Linked DNA regions of Sus scrofa: regions 1, 3 and 4 are each linked to region 2. A link is a contact called in public Hi-C, HiChIP or PLAC-seq and promoter capture Hi-C data. All regions are on one chromosome and are shown on one strand. Each heading gives the region's core, a stretch centred on a gene start, on an enhancer-like site or on the middle of the called end of the contact. The rest is flanking DNA. Distances are from core to core; before and after follow the strand shown.

Evidence for each region. Promoter capture Hi-C pulls out the DNA fragments that hold promoters and counts their contacts. Hi-C and Micro-C count contacts between places; a contact is called where the count stands out from the background. HiChIP or PLAC-seq counts read pairs in DNA pulled down with a chosen protein or histone mark.
Region 1: an H3K27ac HiChIP or PLAC-seq map of alveolar macrophages shows a contact between it and region 2. The contact joins the promoter of MBD1 here to the promoter of ACAA2 in region 2. A contact is called at or near these places in 1 of 47 Hi-C or Micro-C datasets (skeletal muscle) and 1 of 2 datasets of contacts at active chromatin or transcription factors (alveolar macrophages).
Region 3: a contact with region 2 is called in a promoter capture Hi-C map of liver, with 4 times the contacts expected there. The contact joins the promoter of SKA1 here to the promoter of ACAA2 in region 2. A contact is called at or near these places in 1 of 5 promoter capture datasets (liver) and 1 of 47 Hi-C or Micro-C datasets (liver).
Region 4: a contact with region 2 is called in a Hi-C map of skeletal muscle, with 7 times the contacts expected there. The contact joins the promoter of CXXC1 here to the promoter of ACAA2 in region 2. A contact is called at or near these places in 2 of 5 promoter capture datasets (fetal skeletal muscle and liver) and 1 of 47 Hi-C or Micro-C datasets (skeletal muscle).

Annotation. Positions count from the first base shown.
Region 1 is chr1:99,914,813-99,920,588 of Sscrofa11.1, reverse strand. MBD1 (methyl-CpG-binding domain protein 1) reads left to right here and starts at 3,261. Exons shown (of 24, transcript XR_002344345.1): 1 at 3,261-3,398; 2 at 4,696-4,830.
Region 2 is chr1:99,308,332-99,314,481 of Sscrofa11.1, reverse strand. ACAA2 (acetyl-CoA acyltransferase 2) reads left to right here and starts at 3,723. Exons shown (of 10, transcript NM_001167638.1): 1 at 3,723-3,738. The coding sequence starts at 3,723. It overlaps LOC102158467 (a long non-coding RNA gene), which reads right to left and starts at 3,148. Exons shown (of 3, transcript XR_002344322.1): 1 at 3,052-3,148; 2 at 1,430-1,651; 3 at 400-442.
Region 3 is chr1:99,971,645-99,977,782 of Sscrofa11.1, reverse strand. It overlaps SKA1 (spindle and kinetochore-associated protein 1), which reads right to left and starts at 1,429. Exons shown (of 7, transcript XM_005654425.3): 1 at 1,240-1,429; 2 at 86-184. The coding sequence starts at 173.
Region 4 is chr1:99,937,408-99,942,894 of Sscrofa11.1, reverse strand. CXXC1 (CXXC-type zinc finger protein 1) reads left to right here and starts at 2,770. Exons shown (of 15, transcript XM_003121437.4): 1 at 2,770-3,005; 2 at 3,804-3,922; 3 at 4,027-4,127; 4 at 4,439-4,674; 5 at 4,766-4,960; 6 at 5,349-5,375; 7 at 5,452-5,487. The coding sequence starts at 3,003.

The sequences.
Region 1 (5,776 bases), core at 2,012-4,511, 610 kb before region 2:
TAGGGGCCTTTGTTATACAGAATGGAATGCTTCCTGGTCCCCCACTTTCTAACTGTAAAAGAGTCTCATGTGTTTTGTTATACTGCACCATTCCTCTTTCAGGATCTCCCATTGCCCTGCTGCACAGGATGCAGCACCTCATGGCCTGTTAACCATCTGTGTCAGCAAACAAACAAAACACCATTCTTTTAGTTTTCATATAAGATATATGGGTATATACATGCATATATACAAGGGTAAAAGTTAATAGGGAATTTATCTGGCTTGGCCATATTCCCTGTGAGTAGGCTAAAGCTCAGGTACACAGAAAGTCACGGGGTTAGGACTGCAGGCCTAAGATTGACCTGAAAAAATGGAATCAATGTGGTTTAGCCACACATTCTACCCCTGACACCTATATGGCCCACAAAATCTTATCTGCCATTCTTCCTTGAATATCCTAGGGCCAGATATTGGGAGGTAGCCTGAATGCCTATTCTGCAACAGCAATATAAAGAACAGCAAACACAATAAATCCCTGCTAAGACAATGGAGACTGCCTAACACAGCCATGCCCCATTTGCCTGGTAAGGAGTTTCTCTTTACTTACTGCTTTGATTAGAATGTCCAGCAACACTATGGCATTTTGGGTGTGTCATCATACTCATGCATCAGTTGAAAGTGTCCCAAAAACTTGGCTAGATCTTCCTATGTGGCCATCCTAGGATTTCCCCCACTGACAACACAGTCTCTTTACCCATGCCTGTTTCATTTTTTGGTCTTCTGGCTGGCTCACCAATTGTTCAAATGCGGAGATATTGAACATCTTCCAAAATGAGGAGATATTTTGAGGCTGAAAAAAAAAAAAAAACAGCAGGCAACTCCATAAAGTACACTTATGAACTTTATTGTGGGTAACTTATATACAGGTAAGGTTGGTGAGATTTTGACCCAGAATCATTCATAGCTGTACTACACACTGCTGGAAAAGGTATAGAATTTAAAAGTGTCAAACCTAAAGATAGACTCTGATTACTGTTACCAGGCCAGGTTCATTTGCCCGATATGTAGCAAGCCAAATGCTGAGATGATGAGGTTTGTAGCAGAGAAAAGTTTTATTCATGAGGCAGTCAAGAAAGAAGATGAATCTCAAATGCACCTCCTAAAGATAGGATTTGGGAATATCTATGGTATAAAGAGGTGGGATGGTCTGAGACATGGGAAAGGTGATGGGAAGTAAGAAAAGTGAGGTAATCAGCGGTCTGTACAAGTGTAGTTGCGCTTCATGGCTTTTCATAGGACATGTGTTCAGAAAATGGCAGTGTTACTATGTTCTGAGGGTGGAGTTTTTGGCCTTCTACTGTTACAAGATTGTCCATCTGACACTCAGGCCAATTGGATAGTCTGTGGTTTCAACTGGTCTGAAAAAGGGAACCTAATTTCCTGAAAAACAACATAAGCAAACATTATTACAGTGACCCTTATGTCTGGAAACTAGGGGGAATTTAGTTTAAAATCAGCTAACATGAGTTCCCATTGTGGCTCAGCAGGTTAAGACTAGTATCCATGAGGATGTGGGTTCAATCCCTGGTCTTGCTCAGTGGGTCAAGGATCCAGCATTGCCATGAGCTGTGACCTAGTGTTGCTGTGGCTGTGACCTAGGCCAGTAGCTGCAGCTCCCTTCCACCCCTAGCCTGGGAAATTCCGTATGTCATTGGTGCGACCACAAAAAAAAAAAAAAAAAAAAAAATCTGCTAACAGCATGGAACTAAAAGCAAGCAAGGCAGGTTAGATTTGGTGGGCCTACTCAAGTTAGCTTTCAGTTTCCCTACGAAAGGAGAAGAACGTTCATGCTCAGAACTGAGTTTTTTTCCTCCCCTCAGGGGTCTTATGAGCATTATTACTCACAGATCATTAACCATCTGCGTCAGCAACACGTGGTCTCCCAATTTTCATATCAGATGAAGGCAAGTGTAGAAGTTGGTCAGGAAACTTCTGTGGCTCTGGTACATTCCTTGTGAGTAGGCTAGAGCTCAGTCATGCAGAAAGGGGAGGGGTTAGGACTGTGAGTTTGCAATGGAGCTGAAAAAACGGAGTCAATGTGGTTCAGCCACAGTACCTTCGCTTTATGTAAGGTGCTGGTCATTCTGATTTTTTTCTTTTTTTGGTCTTTTTGCCCTAGAAAGGGCTGCTCCCGTGACATATGGAGGTTCCCAGGCTAGGGGTCGAATCAGAGCTGTAGCTGCTGGCCTACGCCACAGCCAGAAAAACGCCGGATCCTTAACCTACTGAGCAAGGCCAGGGATCGAACCCACAACCTCATGGTTTCTAGTCAGATTCGTTAACCACTGCGCCATGACGGAAACTCCTGGTCATTCTGATTTTTCATCCTTTGTCTCAAATATATATGTGTATATATACATAAACGGTGTATTCGGGAGTTCCCATGCAGTGGTTAACGAATCCGACTAGGAACCATGAGATTGCAGGTTCGATCCCTGGCCTTGCTTAGTGGGTTAAGGATCCCGCGTAGCTGTGATCTGTGGTGTAGGTTGCAGACGAGGCTCGGATCCCGCATTGCTGTGGCTCTGGCATAGGCCAGCGGCTACAGCTCCGAATCCACCCCTAGCCTAGGAACCTCCATATCCCACAGAAGCGGCCCAAGAAAAATGGCAAAAAGACCAAAAACAAACAAACAAAAAAAAGCCGGTGTCTTCGACTTCTAATAGGCGTAATAGGTCTCGGAGTTTTCTGATAGACTATCTCCTGGTTTATAATTCTCAGCTTGGCTCAAATAAAATTTTCTATTTCTCCTTTAGATCGACTATTGATTATTTTTTCCTTGACAGGAGGAACTTGAGAGCACAAACGCGACAGAGGCAACAGGTGGGAGAAGAGAGCTCCGGCTCAATCCCGGCCTTCTTCTCCGCTCCCTCCCATTACTCCAGTTGGAGGCCGCCAGCAAAACAGACGGCAAGACCAACCCCAGTCTTCCTTGTCCTCTTGGGCTGGGACTGGAGAGAGCAAGCGAAAACGAGTCGTGCAAAGTAGGGCAAAGCAGGTGCGCATGCCTAGCAGGTCTCGAAAGAGGCGGGAGCTGGGGATAGATGCCAATACGCAAGCGCAGCAGGTCCCCTTAAAATAGGCGCGCGCTGCGCTAGGACTCAACACGCAGGCGCAGAGGCATCCCATAGAAGGGCCAGCGCCAGAGGGCATTAGCGCGCAGGCGTCCCGCCAGGGGGGGCGGAGCCCGAGATGTGGGCAGCGGATTTCCGGTTCCTGGAGCAACGAACGGTCGCGGCGGCGACAGCTACCGCTTCGGAGGAAGCGGCTGTGGAGAAGGAAGAAGGGAAGCTGGACGGGGCGGGAGTCAAAACCGGGACCCTCGTCATGGGTCCGCGAACCTAGAGCGGCGGAAGGTACCGGCCGGGAGCCGAGCTGGTGAGACAGTGGTGGGGGTGGAAATGAAGATCGCTCAGGCGGGGAATGGGGAAGAATTGAGGCTCAGAACGCTGATCGAGAGCAATGAAGGGCCCTCAGGCCGATGTGTAGGAGGAATGGCGGCGTCGGAATATTGAAAGGGAGTAATGGGGAGATTTAGGCGGAGGACGGGGAGGAATGGGGCTCAGAAGGCTGACAGGTGGAAGTGTCGGATCTTGGACGAGGACGGAGAGGAAAAGGGGAGGATCCGAACGCTGAGCGGGACATATCGGGGCCTCTCAGGTTAAGGAAAGAGAAATGGGGGTTTAGAACGCTGAAGGGGAGAAAAGAGGGATCTTCAGGCTAATAACGAGGGAAAATGGGGCTTTGGAATGCTGAAAGGGAGGGACGGGGTTCTCCTATAGAGGATGATGAGAGATAGGGGGTCAGAACACTGACAGTTAGGGATGGCATGATCTGGACCAAGAGGAAGAGGGGTGGGGAGTTCAGAATGCTGAAGGGAGAAATCAGGGTTTCTCAGGCTGATGAGAGGAATAGAGGATGAGGACGCTGAAGGGAACTTTTTAGCTTTGGAAGATGGAAATAGGGAGGTTTGGGGGCTTGGGAAGGACTTGAGTCTCAGAACACTGACAAAGGGAAAGTAAGGTGGGGAAGTCTTTCAGTTTGAGGAACAGAAGGAATGAAGGGTTATTCAGGTCAAAAATGTGGAGAATTTGGGGGACTCTCTGGCATAGGACACAGAAGAAATTGAGGCAATAACACCAAGGCAGCAGGATAAGAGGACAGCATAGAGGGAAGGAATGGGAAGGATAAAGGATTGCAAGAGAGAAATTAGTGACTCTTGGGTCAAGGAAGGGAATAAATGGGAGGTCAGGACACCGAGGTAGAGTACTGGGACTTTAGTCTGAGGAGGAGTCCTGTGGGGGCCTCTTGGACTGAGAATGGGAGGAATGAGGTCTCTCAGGCTGAGGATGGGGAGGGATGGGGATTAGGACCCTGAAAGTGAGGAATGCATTGAGGGTAGGGACCCTTGAGTTGAGGATGGGGCTACCAGATCAAGAAGGGGGATGAATGACACAAGCTGCTGGGCCCAGGACAGGAAAGAATGGAGTGGCGATGGGGGTTTTTCTCTTCCTTATATTGTCCAGTTGCTTGTGACAGGTCTTAGGTTTTAAACAAGCATTAATTGATGCCACCACACATTTGTGTGTCCTGGGGCACAGCATGTCCCTTCCTAGAGCCTCAGTTTCTCCCACTGCCCCCTCCATGTTGCAGGCCGCCGTTCCTTCCTGTGGCCCCCATGGCTGAGGACTGGCTGGACTGCCCGGCCCTGGGCCCTGGCTGGAAGCGCCGTGAGGTCTTTCGAAAGTCAGGTGCCACCTGCGGACGCTCAGACACCTATTACCAGAGGTACTGGGTGGGTTGTGGACAGAATCAGGGGTTAGAGCTGAGCCCGATTAGGCAGGGTAAAATCAGGGGGTGTGGTTAAATTTATGGGCAGGATTAAATTATGCATGTACAGTTGATCCTTATTATTTGCAGATTCCATATTTGCAAATTTGTTTACTCATTAAAATTTGTTTGTACCCCCAGAGTCATACTCACTGCTTTCATGGTCATTTGTGGATGTGCACAGAGCAGCAAAAAATAAGTTGCCTGATGCATGTGTTCCCAGCCGAGGTTGAATTAGGCTTTCTTCTTTTCAGCCCTTGTATTGTAAACAAGTATTCTTTTTGAGGTCTACTTAGCGTCTTGTTTTTTTTTTTTTTTTTTTTTTTTGCATTTTTTTTGTGGTTTTTAATGGTTATTTTTGCTGTTTATAGTTGTCCCCAAGTGTAGTGTTGATGTGCTGCCTAGTGTTCTAAGTGTAAGAAATCTGATGTGGTATAGGAGAAAATACATGTTAAATAAGCTTTGTTCAAGAATGAGTTGCAGTGCTGTTGGCAGTGAGTTCAATATTAATGAGTCAAAAAGGCAGTATACCTAGAAAAAGAAGAGGAAGTTTGCCAGTTAGTACATGAGACTGCTCTAGAAAGTGCTAAATTAACATCTATAGTATGTGATGAAGCTAAGGAAAAGGTGGGAGTTCTCTTGTGGATCAGCAGGTTAAGGATCCAGTGTTATCACTAGTGGCTTGGGTCACTGCTGTGGCACAGGTTTGATTTCTGGCCTGGGAACTTCCTCATGCCATGCATGTGGCCAAAAAAGGGGGGGGGAGAAGTGGATAAATGTATTGATCCATGAGATGATGACCAAAGTGTAGTAGATAGTGTTGTGAGGCTGAAAGCAAAGGACATTAATGATCATGTTACCTAGGGTTAGGAAAATGTTAAGCCTGTCTCAGCTAGTTCAGGCT
Region 2 (6,150 bases), core at 2,474-4,973:
AGTCTCCTTAGCAAAGTGATACTGGGGAGTTGGACAGCCGCATGTAGATCAATGAAGTCAGAACACACCCTCACCCCATGCATAAAAATAACTCAAAATTGCTTAAATATAAGACAGGACACAATAAAACTCCTAGGAGGGAACATAGGTAAAACATTCTCCAACATAAGTCATACCAATGTTTTATTAGGTCAGTTTCCCAGGTAAAAATAAGAGTCCCCATTGTAGCTCAGTGGGTTAAGAACCTGATTCAGAACCATGAAGATGCAGGATTGATTCCTGGCCTTGCTCAGTGGGTTAAGGATCCGGTGTTGCTGCCAGCTGTGGTGTAGGTCCCAGACATGGCTCGGATCTGGCATTGCTGTGGCTGTGGTGTAGGCCGGCAGCTATGGCTCGGATTAGACCCCTAGCCTGGGAACCTCCACAAGCCATAACTGTGGCCCTAAAAAGAAAAAAAAAAACAAACAAACTAAAATTAGAGTTGCCATATGATCCAGCAATCCCACTCCTAGGCATATATCCAGACAAAACTACAATTCAAAAAGATATACACACCCCTATGTTCATAGCCACACTATTTACAATAGCCACAACATAGAAAGAACATAAATGCCCTGATGAATGGATAAAGAATATGTGGTGTGTATATACACACAATGGACTACTACTCAGCCATAAAAAAGAATGAAATAATGCCATCTGCAGGAACATGGATGGACCTAGATATTATCATACTAATGAGGTGAAACAGAGAGAGAAAAATATGACATCACTTATAAATGGAATCTAAAATATGACACAGGAGCTCCTGCTGTGGTACAGTTTAAGATTAGCAGATGCAAACCATTATATATGCAAACCTATATATATATAGGATGGATAAACAACAAGCCCCTACTTGTTGGGACTACACTCAAGAGCCCCACTCAATATCTTATAATAAACTATAATGGGAACTATATTCAATATCTTGTAATAAACTATAATGGAAAAGAATGTGAAAAATAATATATATTTTTAATTAAATCACTTTGCTATGCAGTAGAAATTAACACAACATTGTAAATCAACTCTACCTCAATAAAATATTTTTTAGAAAAACTAAAATGTTGAGTTCCTGTTGTGGTTCACTGGGTTAAGATCCCAATATCCATGAGGATGCAGGTTCAATCCCTGGCCTTGCTTAGTGGGTTAAGGATCTGGTGTTGCTGTGAGCTGTGGTGCAAATCACAGATGTGCCTTAGATCCCATGTTGCTGTGGCTGTGGCATAGGCTGGCAGCTGCAGTTCAGATATAACCCTGAGGTGGGAACTTCTAGATGCCACAGGTGCAGGCCTAAGAAGCAAAAAATAAATAAATAAAATAAAATGTTGTCATAGTTCAAAAAAAAAAAAAAAAAAAGAGAGAGAGAGAAAGGAAAAACCCCTACCTATTTCATGGAGTTGCAAAATGTCCCTCAATTTGGATTTGTCTGATGTTATGTGAATTATGTTTTTCTGTTTTGTACAATTCTCATATTGCCTGAGTGTAAAAATTATAAACGGCGTTCATAAGTGCTTGTTTCAATGCTGGACAAACAGTTCCCAAATGTGGCAGTTTTATTTTACTATCACTCTCTGCTCATCCTCTAGAATATGCCGTGGGTGTGACCCTAAAAAGACAGAAAGACAAAAATAAATAAATAAATAAATAAATACAATGTTAATAATCTTAGAATTTCTGTATTGAATCGATGACTGTCAATTTCCTGGATTTGCTCAAATGAAAGAAACAGAAAAAGAAAAGGAATAAACCAGAGGATCGAATTACAATAGCTGGTGAGAAAAAGGGAACAATGGCTAAATGGGAGTTGGATGGGAAATGAATGATGTACATCTGTAACTATGGACATGTTCTAATTACATTTTGAAAGCCTTGAGTGGTTTGGATTACAAGAATCCAATTCAATCCTGAACACATGGAAATTTTCCCTTAAAAGAGTAAACAAATACTGACCTCTAACATGAACTAAGGTATTCCTGGGGTGAAGTGTACTAAGGTCTGCGTAAATAAATAAATAAGATGGTTTGATGGAAGAAGAGAGGAAATGATACAGCAAATATGGCAAAATGTTAAGGGTAGAATACAGTCAGTGAATATACCAGTGTTTGCTCTTTCTATGTTTCTTTCTACTTTTCTGTAAGTTCGAGAAAGTTTTCACAATAACAACACTGGGTTAAAAAAAATAGGAGTTCTTGCTGCAGCGCCGGGATGCAGTTTTGATACCCCACCCAACACGGAGCCAGTGGTGTAAAACGCTAGAGCAGCTCTGATCTGATCCCTGACCCAGGAACTTCCATATGCCGAGTGGCGGCCCAAACAAAAAAAAAAACAAAAACAAAAACAAAACACCCCAAACCCAAACAAACCAAAAAAAAAAAAAAAAAACCCACAACAACAAACGATGTGACAGGGCCACGAAAGTGTTTGAAGAGAAGGCATTCGCTGTTGGCTCAGAAAACCTCAGAGCCTCCCACCACCCCTTATCAGAAGCCTGAGGCAGCCTGGCCGGCCTCCAAGCCCTGGCGCTGAGAATCTGCCCCATCTCTGCCCGGATCGCCTCCTGCTACCCTGGTCTCAGATCGTTCTCAGCACAAACTCCATCACCTGGTTCCCAGATCTCAGATTGCGCAGTGGTCACGTCATCATCGACCAGGGCTCACAGTTACAGCGGCAGAGGCATCCCTAACCTCCCTCATCCCTAGCCTAACCAGCTGCCCCTCCTCTTCCCCCCAACCCCCGTTCCCGGCCCCCACCTCGCCAGTCACGTATTATAATCCTCTCAGGCTCCAGGCCAGCAGCAGCGCTGCCAAGCCATGGGGCCCAATCATATAAGGAAAATACTGCGGCTTCATTCGGGGCCTGCAAAGTGGAACAGGGGGCGCCTCCGCCCTAAAACAGTCGCTACACTCCTAGGGCGCAAACCTCCCCGCCCCCTCCCGGGACCTATTTCCCCTCCCCCGCCCAGAGGCCTAGGCCTTTGCCAGCGGTCTGGGCAGTGGCCTACCCAACCTGCAAAATGGGCTTAGCCAATCCCCCCTCGCCATCTTCCACGCTCCGCCCATTCGACTTCCGGCAGCGCCGCACCAACTGATCTTCAGCTTTTGCGGAAGGTGGGGCAGGTTTATAAAGGCTGGGAAGAGAATGGATAGGGTAGAGTCAAATTATTTTTTTTTTCCCCCTGGGGGAATAGAGAATGGGAGTTTCCGTTGAGGAAATGAACCTGACTAGTGCCCATGAAGATAAGGTTCATTCCTGGCCTCGCACACTCAGTGGGTTAAGGATCTATAGATAGCAAATGGGGCTAGGATCTAGTGTTGCTGTGACTGTGGATAGGCCGGCAGCTGCAACTCGGATTGGACCCCCTAGCCCGGGAACTTCCGTATGACGTGGCTGTGGCCCTAAAAAAAAAAAAAAAAAACCACACAGAGATAAAGTCCTAAAAACGATGTGAGGGAAAAATCCGCTCACGAGGACCCTAGTCCCAGTGCCTCCGCCCCCACCCAGTCCTGTGGGATGGCGCTTAGAGGGCTGAGAGTTCCAAAGCGGCGGATAACTGGCTGGGTGCCCAATGTGTGAGAAGGCAGGGGCGCGGCCCTGCTGGCACCGCCCCCTCGCTCCTAAAGTCTGCAGGACCTCGCGCGGCCGGTCTGCATCGAGGAGGACCCTACGCTGCAGCCACCATGGCTCTGCTCCGAGGTGAGCGCCTCCGGCCCTTGTGGTCTGGTCTAGGAGGGAATCTGCGTCGCCTGCACAGAAAAGGGGACTTGGAAGAAATGCAACGCCGAAAGCATTGTTTGGGTTCAGGAGAAAACATACTTGTAAGGCACTGTTTATAGTAACCTCTGCAACTTCCAGTTGAGAGGACAGTTTGCTCACTTCCGACCTTGAAGGTCATTTTTCGTCTCCGCGGGGTAGTGACTCACCCTGTGGTTCAGCGATCTGGGAGGCGGCGGAGCCTGCTCAGTAAGCCGGGGCCAGAGGAGTACCTTTCAGATGAACCCGGTGGGCTCGGCCTTGGTCAAGGCGTGGGCAAGACTTGGGGGAAGTATGGATGTTTTTTTGGGGTGTCCAGGAAATTTCTGCCGCAGTGACCGTCTCCTCTAACATGCTTGTTAGCGTTCTGTTGGAGAACCTGACCTAATCCCCCTTTCCCTTCCATTTCTTTTGAGTGACTCCAGAAACCAGAAACGTGTAAATCACTGAAGACGTAAATTCTGTAGTTTTGGTTTTTTTGTTTTTTGTTTTTTGTTTTTTTACTGCACCCAGAGCGTGCAGAAATTCCTGGGCCAGGGACGGAACCCGAGCCACAGTAGTGACAGCGATCAGTCCTTATCCATTAGGCCACCAGGGAACTCCTATGGTTATTAACTTAAAAAATTATATGAACTCTGCTTTTCATAACAAATGGTCACAGTAAATGGAATTTTAAAAGTTCATCCTTGTAGTTCCTGACATGAACCCGACTAGTATCCATGAGGACTTGGTTCCATCCCTGGCCTCACTCAGTGGGTTAAGGATCTGGAGTTCCCATGAGCTGTGGTGTAGGTAGCAGATGCTGCTGGCTGCTCGGATCTGGCATTTCTGGGGCTGTGGTGTAGGCTGGCAGCTACAGCTCTAATTTGACCACTGGTCTGGGGGCATATGCTGAAAGTGTGGCCCCAGAAAGACAAAAGAAAAGAAAAGCTCATGCTTATTTTGTGTCCTTTGAAGAACCTTCCGATAGAACAGTTTATGTATATTAAAAATGACTTCAGGTCTCATGTTTGAGGAATTGTGTTCATGATGGTACTGCTTATAGAGTGAGAAAAACTGAGGAGACTTAACTTGGAAGAGAATATTGAGCCGCTCAAGTGCAGATGACAGGTAGGCAGTTGGAAAGGGGTATCTGGGGCTCAGAAAAACCTAAATGACCTGTGAACAGTGCAAGTGAAAAATGGGATTTCCGAAACAAAATGTTTCCTATAATTGGATTTAATTTTTCAGTGCTCTTTCCAACTCTGAATTTAATAAAGCAGCATATTGACTTTTTTAGATGAGTTATGCAAAAAACCCAAATCATGTAAAAGCTGCATTATCATCAGCTATCTTCTTTAAAAGAAAATAGTATTTTTGTTGATTTCTCTATTTTTATTTTTTATTTTATTTTATTTTATTTTTTTTTTTGTCTTTTTGCCATTTCTAGGGCCACTCCCACGGCATATGGAAATTCCCAGGCTAGGCGTCTAATCGGAGCTGTAGCCACCGGCCTACACTACAGCCACAGCAACGCCAGATCCGAGCCACATCTGTGACCTTTACCACAGCTCACAGCAGCACTGGATCCTTAACCCACTGAGTGAGGCCAGTGATCGAACCTTTGTTCCACATGCTCATCAGCACTTGGTGTTGCCAGTGTTTTTGATTTTAGACACTGTAATAGTTGTCAGATGGCATCCCATTGTTTTAGTTTGCATTTACCTAATGACATAAGATAAAAGATAATCAAGCCTCCTTTTTTTTTTTTTTTTTTACTTTTTTGGCCACCCTGTGGCGTATGGAGTTCCTGGGCCAGGGAGCAGATCCAAGCTGCAGTTGCAACTCATGCCACAGCTGCATCAGTGCCAGATCCTTTAACCCACTGTGCCAGGCCAGGAACCTGCATCCTGGTGCTGCAGAGATGCTGCCAATCCCATTGTGCCACAGTGGGAATTCCAAGCATTTTTTTCATATGGTTGTTTGCCATTTGTATATTGTCTTTGGTGAGCTATCTGTTCAATTTTTCACTCATTTTTTTTTAAACTGGGTTATTTGAGTTTCAAGAGTTCTTTGTGTATTTTAGATACCAGTCGTTTATCAAATAAGTGATGACTGGACCATTTGGGTAGAGCATGTTTAGTTTTAGTTGTGAAAGAAACTGCCACACTCTCTTCCAATCTGTGCCATTTTGTATACCTGTGATAAAGGTGATCTGCTGTTGCCCATTTTATTCTAGGAGTAAAGTATAACAGGAAAAGATAAAGTTCTTTGAAATTTGTAAATTGAGTCATCCTCTGACTCAAGAAGCAATGGCATATATATAATTCAAATTTGAAGCAATGTATATTCTAGAAGAAATATATTGTCTGACTT
Region 3 (6,138 bases), core at 180-2,679, 670 kb before region 2:
AACATATCAGGTATATCACTCAAAGTGGCACAATAATCAAAATGCATTTATTATGTACAAAGCCAGTGGAATCTGTTTTACTTACCACAATTTCTTAACGACAGAGTTTTTTTAATATTGCCAATTTTTTCATTAATATGTGAGCACAGTTGTTCCAGATCTGACAAGGCCATCCTTTAAGCCGCTGAAGAAAAAAAACATATTTATTAAAAAAAAAAAAAAAAAAAAAAGCCAGACAAATTTCAGTTCACTTTCAAAAAAATCCAAGAATGGGAGTTCCCTTTGTGGCGCAGTAGAAACGAATCCGACTAGGAACCATGAGGTTCAGGTATGATCCCTGGCACTGCTCAGTGGGTTGAAGATCCCGCGTTGCTTGGGCTGTGGTGAAGCCCGGCAGCTGTAGCTCCCATTAGACCCCTAGCATGGGAACCTCCATATGCTGTGGGTACGGCCCTAAAAAGACCAAAAAAAAAAAGAGAGAGAGAGAGAGAGAAACTCCAAGAATGGTAAATATCCAGTAAGATACTTCTCGGAAAGAATATAGGAATTCCTGATGTGGTGCAGTGAGTTAAGGATCCAGCTGCGGCTGAGTGGATCCCTGGCCCAGGAAATTCCATATGACACTGGAGCGGCCAAAAAAGGGGGGTTGGGGGGAGAAAGTACAAAAACTCAACAGCAATTTCTTTGTTGTGAGCCACACGGGAAGTCCAACAGCAATTTCTTTCAATTCTATAAAATTCAGTTTCTAACCAAAGTCCAGTATTGACTTGTCCTAGAACCTTCTGTAGTTAATGTCCTACAAATCGGGGTCCAGGCGATAAGCGTGCATCATTTCCTTAAGGATTTAGAGGAACAAATGCACTATGTATATATAAAGTATTGGTAATTTATTTTTTTTAATGTTTTCTGTAAAAACTCAAAATACATAAAAATCTTAAAGAATTCTAAGTTCAAAGAAACAGGTCCAAGTAAACATTTCTGCTATGCTGTGGGGGTGGGAACTTTACTATTTAGGGTAAAGAGACGAGGGAGGGGAAGGAAAGAAATCAGGTACTATCTATCCGCTCACTCCGAGGATAGCTGACAAGTCTGCAGCATCCCCCCCAGCTCACCCAGCGAGGTAAAGTGAAGCTCTGCTCCTCCGCCCAACCCGGTCCGGCCCCGCGCGCCCCCCCCTCCGTCCGAACAATGCCTTCCGCCCGCTTTCCGAGGGCAAGATCTTCAACTCTAGGCTCCAACCTAGCGCGGGTCCCGCAGCGAAGAGCCCACCTACAGCGGTCGCGAAGCGTGTAGACCACTCCAGTCTCGGCCGGAAGTCCAGAATCGCGAGACTCAACTCCCGGAGCGAAATTCAAACTACCCGCCGGGACCCGGAGTCGCGCAAGCGCACTTCAGGGCTCTCGGACAGCGAGCTGAGGCGCGCCAAGCATTTCCGTGTTTATCCTGGGCCAAAGCTGGGCGGCGGCGGGGGCGAAGCGGGCAAAAGCTCAGCTGAGTCCGCTTTGGCGAGAAACAGAGCTAGGACGCCTGCCCTTCCTACTCCGTGCGGTAGCAGGTGATCTCAGTTGATCACCCACTCCTGACCTTGCTCCAGCCAGGAGTCAGTCGTTGTGGGAATCAAATCGCGAGCTGAAACAGCGGGTCTCCAAATTGGCTGCAAGTTAGAATCACCGGGGCAGTTTTTACAAATTCCAGTGCCTAAGCCGTACCCCAAATCAGTGAATTCACTCTGTTAGTGGGGTCCAAACCTTAATATTAAAAACAAACAAACAAAAACCCCAGCTAATTCCAAAAAGCAGCCAAGTTTGTGAGCTATAAGGCAGAGAGACTCTCTGCCTTCGTGGAGTTTACAGCTTCCGTAAGGGCGAATGCAAATTTAAAACGAGAAAAAAGTTTAGTTCTCCCTGTTGAAAAAAAGGGGAAATCATCCCAGGCCTGGTGTGGCAGTTCCACCATCATCAAGGATCCAGGATCCTTCCTTCTTTAGGCGCCACGGTCCCTGACATCACGCATTCTGGCGTTATGGTTGCTTGTGGTGCAAGATAATTGCCAGTTCCTTTCTCAGTTTTTTTTGTTTTGTTTTGTTTTTTGTCTTTTCTTGGGCCACTCCTGAGGCAGATGGAGGTTCCCAGGCTAGGGGTCTAATCGGAGCTGTAGCTGCCAGCCTACGCCAGAGCCACGTCTGCGACCTACACCACAGCTCACGGAAACGCCGGATGGTTAACCCACTGAGCAAGGGCAGGGATCGAACAGCAACCTCATGCTTCCTAGTCGGATTCGTTAACCACTGCGCCACGATGGGAACTCCCTTTCTCAGTTCTTTAAGAGGCAATGGTAACAAACAGGCTCACTTACTACCTGAAACAGCAACTTTAAAGAATTTTCTTGGAAACCACACCCAACGGCTTCTTTCCGCTTTCTACTGGTCACTCACATTTGCAAGTGAGACTAGAAAAAAAAATGATTAAACTTTTTTTGGATCTGGACAGTTACATTGCATCCTCAACAACATAGGAGTTCTTTTGGAAAGGGAGAATGAGAGAGCATAGGTGAATAGCTCCCTTGGCCATTTCTCCTTGTTTTTACGTTTCTTATTATGAGAGTTCTCCTGTGGCGCAACGGATCGCTGGAAGCGCTAGTTTCGGACCTGCACCTTGAAGGGCACCAGGCACAGGAGGTTAAGGATCTGGAGTTGCAGCAGTTGTGGCCCTAACCCTGGAAACTCCATAAGTTGCAGGGCTGCCAAAAACAAACAAACCTCTTTTATTATGGAAAATTTCAAACATTTGGTGTTAGAATTGTCCAAAGAACCCCCTCCTCAACTCATCATCCAGCTTTAACCATTGTTAATTTATCACAATGTTGTTTCATCTATTCCTCCTCTCATCACACCCCTTGCATACTGGAGTATCTTGAAGCAAATCTCAAACAGCATACTTTTTTCTTTTCTGTTCTTTTTTGTTTTGTTGTTCTTTGTTTTTTGGCCTCACCCAAGGCATGGGGAAGTTCCCGGGCCAGGGATCCAATCTGTGCCACTGCAGTGACCTGAGCCACAGCAGCGGCAACCCCAGATCCTTAACCACTAGGCCACCAGGGAATACCCTCAAACATTTTATCTTTTCATCCAAAAACCTTCCCATATCTACCTCCTAAAGATAGAAACTTTTTTAAAGTTGTTTATTTTAAAAACTGTTGGTTTGTTTGAATTAGAATCCAAACAAGATTTACACATTGTTATTTGGTTGATACATTTTTTAAATCTCTTTCAATCTCAACACAAAGCCTTTCATTGTAGGACTAAATGTCAGGCTTAAAATGTCAATATTCTATGAAAAACAATGTAACAGAAATTCACCCTGCAGCATCCAGGACAAACATTATCAGCTTATCTCCCAGGAGAAAATAAGTAGGGAGAAGAAAGTATAAAGGCACTGAATACAAGAGGAGAGGTGGGGAAATGGAGAAAAAATATGAATTGAGCAATTGGATCACACTGCTACTTCTTTCTGGAACTGGTTTACTTGGCAGGACTCCTTGAGTTGCAATGACAGAAATTCAATCCAAACTGATTTAAGCAAGAAAAAAAAAAAGACTATTTGGCTTATAAAACTGTATAATTGTGTGTGTGTGTGTGTGTGTGTGTGTGTGTGTGTGTGTGTGTTTGGTTATAGCTGAACCCAGGTACTCAAACACACTGTTAAGAAAGCCATCTCCATCTCTCAGTTATGTGTTTTCTGTGTTGCTTCCATCCTCAGGCAGCCTTTCCCCTATGGTTGTCTCTTCAGAGGTGTACATTCAGTCTCCAGCCTTTCACAGTGGGTTTTAAGGATCCAGAGTTGCCACAGTTGCAGCATAGATCGCAGCTATGGCTAGGATTCCATCCCTGGCCTGGGAAATTCCACATGCTGTGATGTGGGAAAAAAGAAAAAGGAGGTAAGATAAGAGAACTGGCTGCCTAGTGAGGGGGAGAGACCAGGACAGGAATGAAAAAGAAGAGAGGTATTAATAGAGCAGATTTGTAAGACACAATATCTCCAGTTTTTCCAATTAGACATGGTGTTTTAGCACTTTTTTTTTTTTTTTTTTTTTGCCATATGCTTAGTTCACACCAAGGAAAAGAATAACCATACTGTATCATTCAAGATTCCAGCAAGAATCAGAAGGAAAACTCAAACTGGATAATTGGGGAATTTAATAAAAGGGCTACCTGCAGTGTGTAGGCTGATTGTGAAGGGAACACGTGATGGTGAGTTTCCTCAGGGTTCATGACCTCAGGGTGCAGTTATTATCTCTAAGCTCAAAAACTTATGGTCATGGGAGCCTAGGGATGCAGCTCTGTGGGAGGGGCCACCTGGCAGGAGCTGTGGCCTCTGGTTAGGGTCAGAGCAGGAAGGAAGCCGAGAGAATAAATACCTCCATTCTCCTCAAACCTACATCTTCCTACTCCCATTGGCCACATCCATTTTGAAGCCAGAAGGCCCAGGAGCCCTTGAAAAGTATAAATCTGGCTCAATGGAGAGTGGATTCCTGAGGAGCAAGTGAAAAGCAGCCAGGACGCACAAATTATGGCATTCATGTATTGACATATTTTGTGAATTTGGTAAAATATTTCTTAAAACAGCTGTCAATGTTTATACATAAATATTTGAAATCAAGTACTGTAATAAGTTAACAAGCTGTATCTTTTATTTGATAGATACTTTTCTCAAAGCATTTAAAACACTTAAAAGATTGGTGTTACGGAGTTCCCGTCATGGCACAGTGGTTAACAAATCTGACTAGGAACCATGAGGTTGCGGGTTTGATCCCTGGCCTTGCTCAGTGGGCCGATGATCCGGTGTTGCCGTGAGCTGTGGTGTAGGTCACAGACTTGGCTCGGATCCCAAGTTGCTGTGGCTGTGGTGTAGGCCGGTGGCTACAGCTCCAATTAGACCCCTAGCCTGGGAACCTCCATGTGCCGAGGGAGTGGCCCTAGAAAAAAGACAAAAAAAAGACAAAAAAAAAAAAAAAAAAAAAGATTGGTGTTATATTGATATTTACAAAGTGGTCAATTGTCGATATCTTAAAACAGAAAAGACGAAAACTTGCCAAATTTTCTGGAATCAATTAATTGTGGAAGAGCCTGCCAATGGAGTATCTAGTAACAGATCACAGGAAAGCCAGAAAAGACAGTTTGGGCATCATTTCTATCAATGTGTTCATGAAAAACTTAGCAATAACTAGGAAAATTAAGTTACAATTTCATTTTCTTAATGGTCATTATGTGTCCAATGCCTATGACGAAGTAATTTCCATGTTTTGGAAAACTTCTCTCTGCATAGATGCAACTGAACATCCTGAAGTACATTTTATACAACAAGTATTTGGAAATCTTGTGTAAGCCTTATATTAAGCTAAATTAATAATAACTCATGCATATCAGAGATGCTTAAATCGACTGCAAGATTTTCAATCTCTACATCAAAGATTTAATCACCTGAACATTCCTAGGATTTACTGTGTCCCTGAAATCTCTAGATAAACTTCCCAGATCATCTAGACAGTGGTCAAATTACGTCAGGAATCTCTCACCATGCATCGTAATACTATTGAGGGAGAGGGAGCAAACCCAAGAACAGCACAGTTGCTGTTGATGTGTGAGAGACGCTGAGGTTGCTCTGGAGTCTGGGCTGCAGAGGAGGGCTCCCCAGCAGTACTCACGGGGCACAGCACAGTCATGCCAGCCCACATGTGCTTGTGGCACGCTGATACCCAGAGCAGCAAAGCTCAACCCTCTGCCATCCACAGCTCAGGAATCATGCACATTTTGATGTCACTGTATTGAGTGGCTTAGTTCCAGTTACCACACCCCATAGAAGCTGCCTCTAGGGCCTTCATTAGCCTAGACTTTCCCCCTGGCCTCTTCCCTTGTAGACAGCATGGGTCCTCATACCAGGCTGCCAAACCATGTCCTTCACCTCGATGCCTGGGCCCAGCTGTTCGCCTTCCCTCCCCTTTCCACACGGTGCATTTCTGCACTATCCACCCCATTATTTGTCTGGGTCCAGATCTCCCCACCATCCATTATGCTCCAGAACTCTTGTCCAGCTGTTACCCTGCCCCTTCTACTCTAGCCTGACTCACCGTCATCCATGGCAG
Region 4 (5,487 bases), core at 1,521-4,020, 630 kb before region 2:
GAGTCTTGCTAGTCAGAGCTCCCGACTGCTCTGTTGGTCAATAAACCCTGCTTGCAATCTCATTGCCTCCTTTTTCCCCCCGCTGTTCTAACAATATTCCCTTAAGCTTACTTTCATACAACAAATTGTAATTAAGTTAAAATTAAATTATATAATATTCATTAATTGATGTTAAAGTAAATTTATCTTGAGAGTTTTCTTATGGTGTAGTGGGTTAAGGATTGGTGTTGTCACTGCAGCGGCGTGTGTTTAATCCCTGACCTGGGAACTTCCACATGCCATGTCTGTGGCCAAATAAATAAATAAATTTATCTAAGTACCTTCCAACACATATTCAATTATACAAATGTTAATACATTAAATGAAAAACTAAATTAAAAATTAAATGATATTAATTAAGTTACAATCAATTAAGATTAATTCAATGTTAATACATAAAAATAAGGCAAGTCTTATGCTGGATGTGAAAGTCTCTGTTTAGTGGGTTAAAAACCCGTTTTGGGAGGAGGAGAGGGTCACAGATACCCATGTTGTAGCCCCTGTGTCTTTGTGTCTGCGACTGTGTTGAGGGGACCACAAGTAAAAACTCTTAGGAAAGGTGAAAAAAAATCAGATCTAAATGAGTACCAAACAAGTTGCTGTAAGTTACTATGTCCAGAGTCAAGAAATCCAGAAAAAAAATTCTCAGCCAAGCTTAAAAAAAATCTAATTTTTCCCAGACCTCTCTCTCCTCAACCCAAAACCAACAAAGTCACTTTTGACTTTGAATGTGAACATGTGGCCATTTACAATGACCACAACTTTCCCATCCAGTGGTGGGGTAAGGGGAGGGTGTACTGACATTTTTTTAATCTCACTTGATTTCCATGGTTGCCCAGGTTAGATCATTACATCATTACCCTGAGGAGATGCCTAGCTCTCTGATCTGCAGATTTTTTTTATTATACACACTTCCATTTTTTAAAAAATTAAAAATTAACTTTATAGGAGAGAACACTGTATCATATATGAAACAAGAGAACTGAAGTGGACATCACCAGGAATTGGGCAAATCTACACTCTGGTGGTCACCAGTGTTAGCTATGCAGCAGTAGGGAAAGGATAGAGTTAAACCCAAGTGTGTTTGGTTTGCAGAAACTAACCATTAAGTTTCAGAAAGTTCCAGACACCAGATGTTCCAAGAAGGCTAGGATGCATTCTAGTAAACAAGATACTACAGTGAGAACAAGTAATCAAGAACAGACTTGCTTGAAGCTTTGGGCAACCTAGAGCAACCTCTGCCTATTACAAGGATCATGCCTACTCCTAGGCTTAAAAATCCCCCATGGAGACAGAGCTTTGAGGGCTATCTCCTGTCTCCTTACTTGTCATAAGTAATAAGAAATAAATGCTTCCGGTTTAACTGAAAGTTCTTGGTGTGTTCATCAGTGAAGCACCCCAAGTGACAAACTCATTGTGTCTGGTCACACAGGGTCAGGGGAAGACTTGATGAAGCCTTTAAAATTTTTGGTCCATCCATTCTCACCACACATGGTCAGGTCATCATCATTTACTGCCAGTCTGTGGTTTCTCTGGACTAATTCTGAGGGATGAGGGCTGCTGCAGAGGCCCAGAGGCTTAATCTTGCTAAGCCTGGCTAACATCTGATAGGAGGAGTGACAGCTGGAAAGAGTGGTGGGAAGAGTCAACAGAGATAATCAATAAACTATACTAAGGAACAGAAGAGCTGTTGTTATGATTGTGGCACGTGGAAGTTCCCTGGCCAGGGAGTGAATCTGTGCCGCTACAGCGACTCAGGGCAGCTGCTGTGACAACACCAGATCCTTAACCCTCTGAGCCAGCAGGGAACGCTGAAGAGAGTTTTATTTGAGCCAAGCTGCGGACTGGGGCAGGAGTGCAGCCTCCACCAAGGAAGTAAGGGCTCCAGAGAAGCATGGTTTTCAGCACAGTTTCATACCCTGTCAGAACAAAGAGAATACATCAAACACGACAGGGGTACCTTTCTTCAAGGTTTCAACAGACCCTAGTTACAAATTAGCATATAGACAGACAGCGAGCGTTACCTTGACATCTGGAACAGGTACTTTAATCTCCAAGAAGATCTAGCATTGGTGTCATAGGAAGGGAGGCATTTCTCCCTACTGTAAAAGTGGACATTCTTTATATAATGGTTAAAGCAAAATACAAGGTATGTTTGACTGTTCTAGTTCACATAAAGTTCAGGACAAATCAGGTATAAGCCCGGCTGGCTTCATTAGTCCCCAATATGCGAAATTTTCTTCCATCAGAGGTGATATGGGAGGCGTAACAACAGGACTGATTTCCTTCCCAAAGCAAAGCACAGCATGCCTGGAGCCCATTATTAAAATACATGTGGAAGGGAAAAATGACTGAATAAGAGCGTCTCAATCGGGTAACGTTGCCAAAGCTGCCCCTTCGCCTGCGAACATCTAGACAGTACCAGCTGCTGGCATCGTAATCGACCGCCAAGATGGCGGCGCCCTCTCAGAAGCCGTTTAGGACGCTGCCATGTGTTGCCTATGAACGGAGGGACTCTGCCACCTTACGGAATCGGATTTCAAGATGACGGCGTCTGCTTGGAAATCGCTCAGTAGGCGCGACCATATTGCCTAAACGTCTGGGCCGTACAAACAGTCCTGTACGGACAGGACCCGCAGACAAGGTGGCGGCGCCCTCGGTAGAGCGAAATATAGGCGTGGCCATGTTGCTTGCGAACTTATGGACGCGGCCACCGTACGGTCTCAGTAGTCAAGATGGCGGCGCCTGAGAGACAGTCCGGGCTTTTAGGCGTGCTACTTGCTTGTTTGTCGCGGAGCGGACGCACTGGGCCTGCGCAATAGGAGTACCTTGCTTGGGAGGCGCGTCTAAAAGCGGAAGTGCTTGTGGGCGCCTTTGCAACGGCCGCGGACGCCGCCGAGCGGTCTGTGTAGGTTCGCGGGTCTCTGGCGGGGTTTGTGAGGGGCTTCGCCAGGAGCGGAGAAATGGTGAGTGCGAGGTCCCAGGATGGGTCGGCGGTCGAGGTCAGTGGGGTTGGAAGCGGCGGGTTCCATGGGCAAACGCATAGGGGGTCTTTGGTGAACCGTAAGAAGAGTCTCTGGGCAGAATGGAGGGGGCCCGTGGTAAGCCTTAACAGGAGTCTGTGGGTAGAATGATGGGGGGCTGATGGTCAGATTTTTTATTTATGCGTAAGCCACATGGGAGTTCTGTGATGAGGGTCCGTAATGGAAGTTTAGGGGGGATCCGTGGTGGTAGTTCCTTGGGGGTCCGGATGGGGGATTCTTTGTGCGGAGTGATGATAAGCTTGCGAAGAGTTGTCTTGGGCAGTCTGGAGTGAGCAGTGTGAGTCCGTGTGGAGGGACCCAGGGGGCGGGGCTGTCTCCGAGGTTAATAACCGGGCATCTGAGGGGAACCCAGGTGGGAAGGCTGAGGAATAAATCATATGGTGTCTGTGAGACCCTGTGGTGGGGATTTGTGGGGAGCCATGTCGGAGGGCAAAATATGGTGAGTGGTAGGTTGTTTGTAACTAGCCGTCAAGAGTGGGAGAGTGGAGTAATGGGCTATCAGTGGGATGAGTGATTGGAAGTCTGGGGCAGAGTAGTGGGTGTCAGAAGTGAGTCATGGGGGTGATCTGTGGGGACTATGGTGGAGAGGTTGATGAGGAGCCATGATGAGACTATTGGCAGAGTGTTGGGGTCTGTGGTGAACCTTGATGGAACTGTACTGGAGGGATGAGGTGCCATGATGGGGGTTCTCTAAGAAGCCATGGTGGGGATATCCCACAGGAGGGGGATGCTTCAGACCCAGAACCTCCAGATGCTGGGGAGGACAGCAAGTCAGAGAATGGGGAGAATGCGCCCATCTACTGCATCTGCCGCAAACCAGACATCAACTGCTTCATGATGTGAGCTGGGGGAGAGGTGGGCAGGATTGACACCTGGCCAGGTTGCGGGGAGGCCGATGGGGCAGGACCCCTCACATCTCCATCACTCACCCTGTTTTCTGCAGCGGGTGTGACAACTGCAATGAGTGGTTTCATGGGGACTGCATCCGGATCACTGAGAAGATGGCCAAGGCCATCCGGGAGTGGTATTGTCGCGAGTGCCGAGGTGAGGGAGTGGAATGGACAGGGCAGGCAAGTGGGGCTTCGAGGGAGGAGGAGGAGCCTTTATGGGAAGGTGAGTCCTGGGGAGCGGTGATATGTGTCTGGGGACAGAGTGATTATTGGTTGTGCTGAGCTGGAACGGAGGCTTCATTGTGAGCTGTGATAGAAAGTCCCACTGGCAGGGGCAGCTCTTCTGGGGGTATGAAGACAGAGCAGGTGGGTGGGACAGAAGAGGAGAGAAGGGGAAGAAAGACTTCTGGGACCATCCATATCTCCCAGTGCCAACACATGCTGGCTGTATCCTCTGTCCCACAGAGAAGGATCCCAAGCTGGAGATCCGCTATCGGCACAAGAAGTCACGGGAGCGGGACAGTAACGAGCGAGATGGCAGTGAGCCCCGGGACGAGGGTGGAGGGCGCAAGAGGCCTGTCCCGGAAGCGGACCTGCAGCGCCGGGCAGGGACGGGGACAGGGGTTGGGGCCATGCTTGCCCGGGGCTCCGCCTCGCCCCACAAATCCTCTCCACAGCCCCTGGTGGCCCCACCCAGCCAGGTGAGTGGCTTTGATGTCTGGAATAGGTGAGGGGATCCTATCTCAGGCCCTGCTCTGGTTCCTAATTTCTGTTCTGGGCACCTCGTCCTAGCATCACCAGCAGCAGCAGCAGCAGCAGCAACAACAGCAGATCAAACGGTCAGCCCGCATGTGTGGCGAGTGTGAGGCCTGCCGGCGCACTGAGGACTGTGGCCACTGTGACTTCTGCCGAGACATGAAAAAGTTCGGGGGTCCCAACAAGATCCGGCAGAAGTGCCGGCTGCGTCAGTGCCAGCTTCGGGCCCGGGTGAGCATGGGCAGGGCTGGGCAGGGTCTGGGGGGGCCATTGTCTTCAGAAAGAGATGATTAAGGCTAGGGCGGGTGGGCTGGGTGGGGTGGGGCATAATTGTATACAGATAGCTGGGGAGGAGCCCGGCCTGTCCTGATGAATGGGGTGCAACCAGGTGTGCTGGGCTAGCAGGGGAGCCCCCAACCTCAGCTGGGCAGGGTAGGACCAGATGTTTCCAGGTGGTCAAGCATGTCAAGGCAGGTGGGGCAGGGCTGAGCATGTCCTAGTGATGGGGGGGCAGGTGTGTTTAGGGAGTTGGTGGGGTCAAGCACTTGTGGAAAGGGTAAGGGCAGGGCCACCCTCCATCCACCTGGGGCTGACCTGGGCCTTCCTCCTGCCGGCACAGGAATCGTACAAGTACTTCCCTTCCTCGGTGAGTCCAGCCCCCCAGGGCGGGCGGGGCATGCGGGCAGGGCGGTCAGGGCCAGTCCTGAGATTCTGCCCCGCAGCTCTCGCCAGTGACGCCCTCAGAGTCCCTGCCAAGG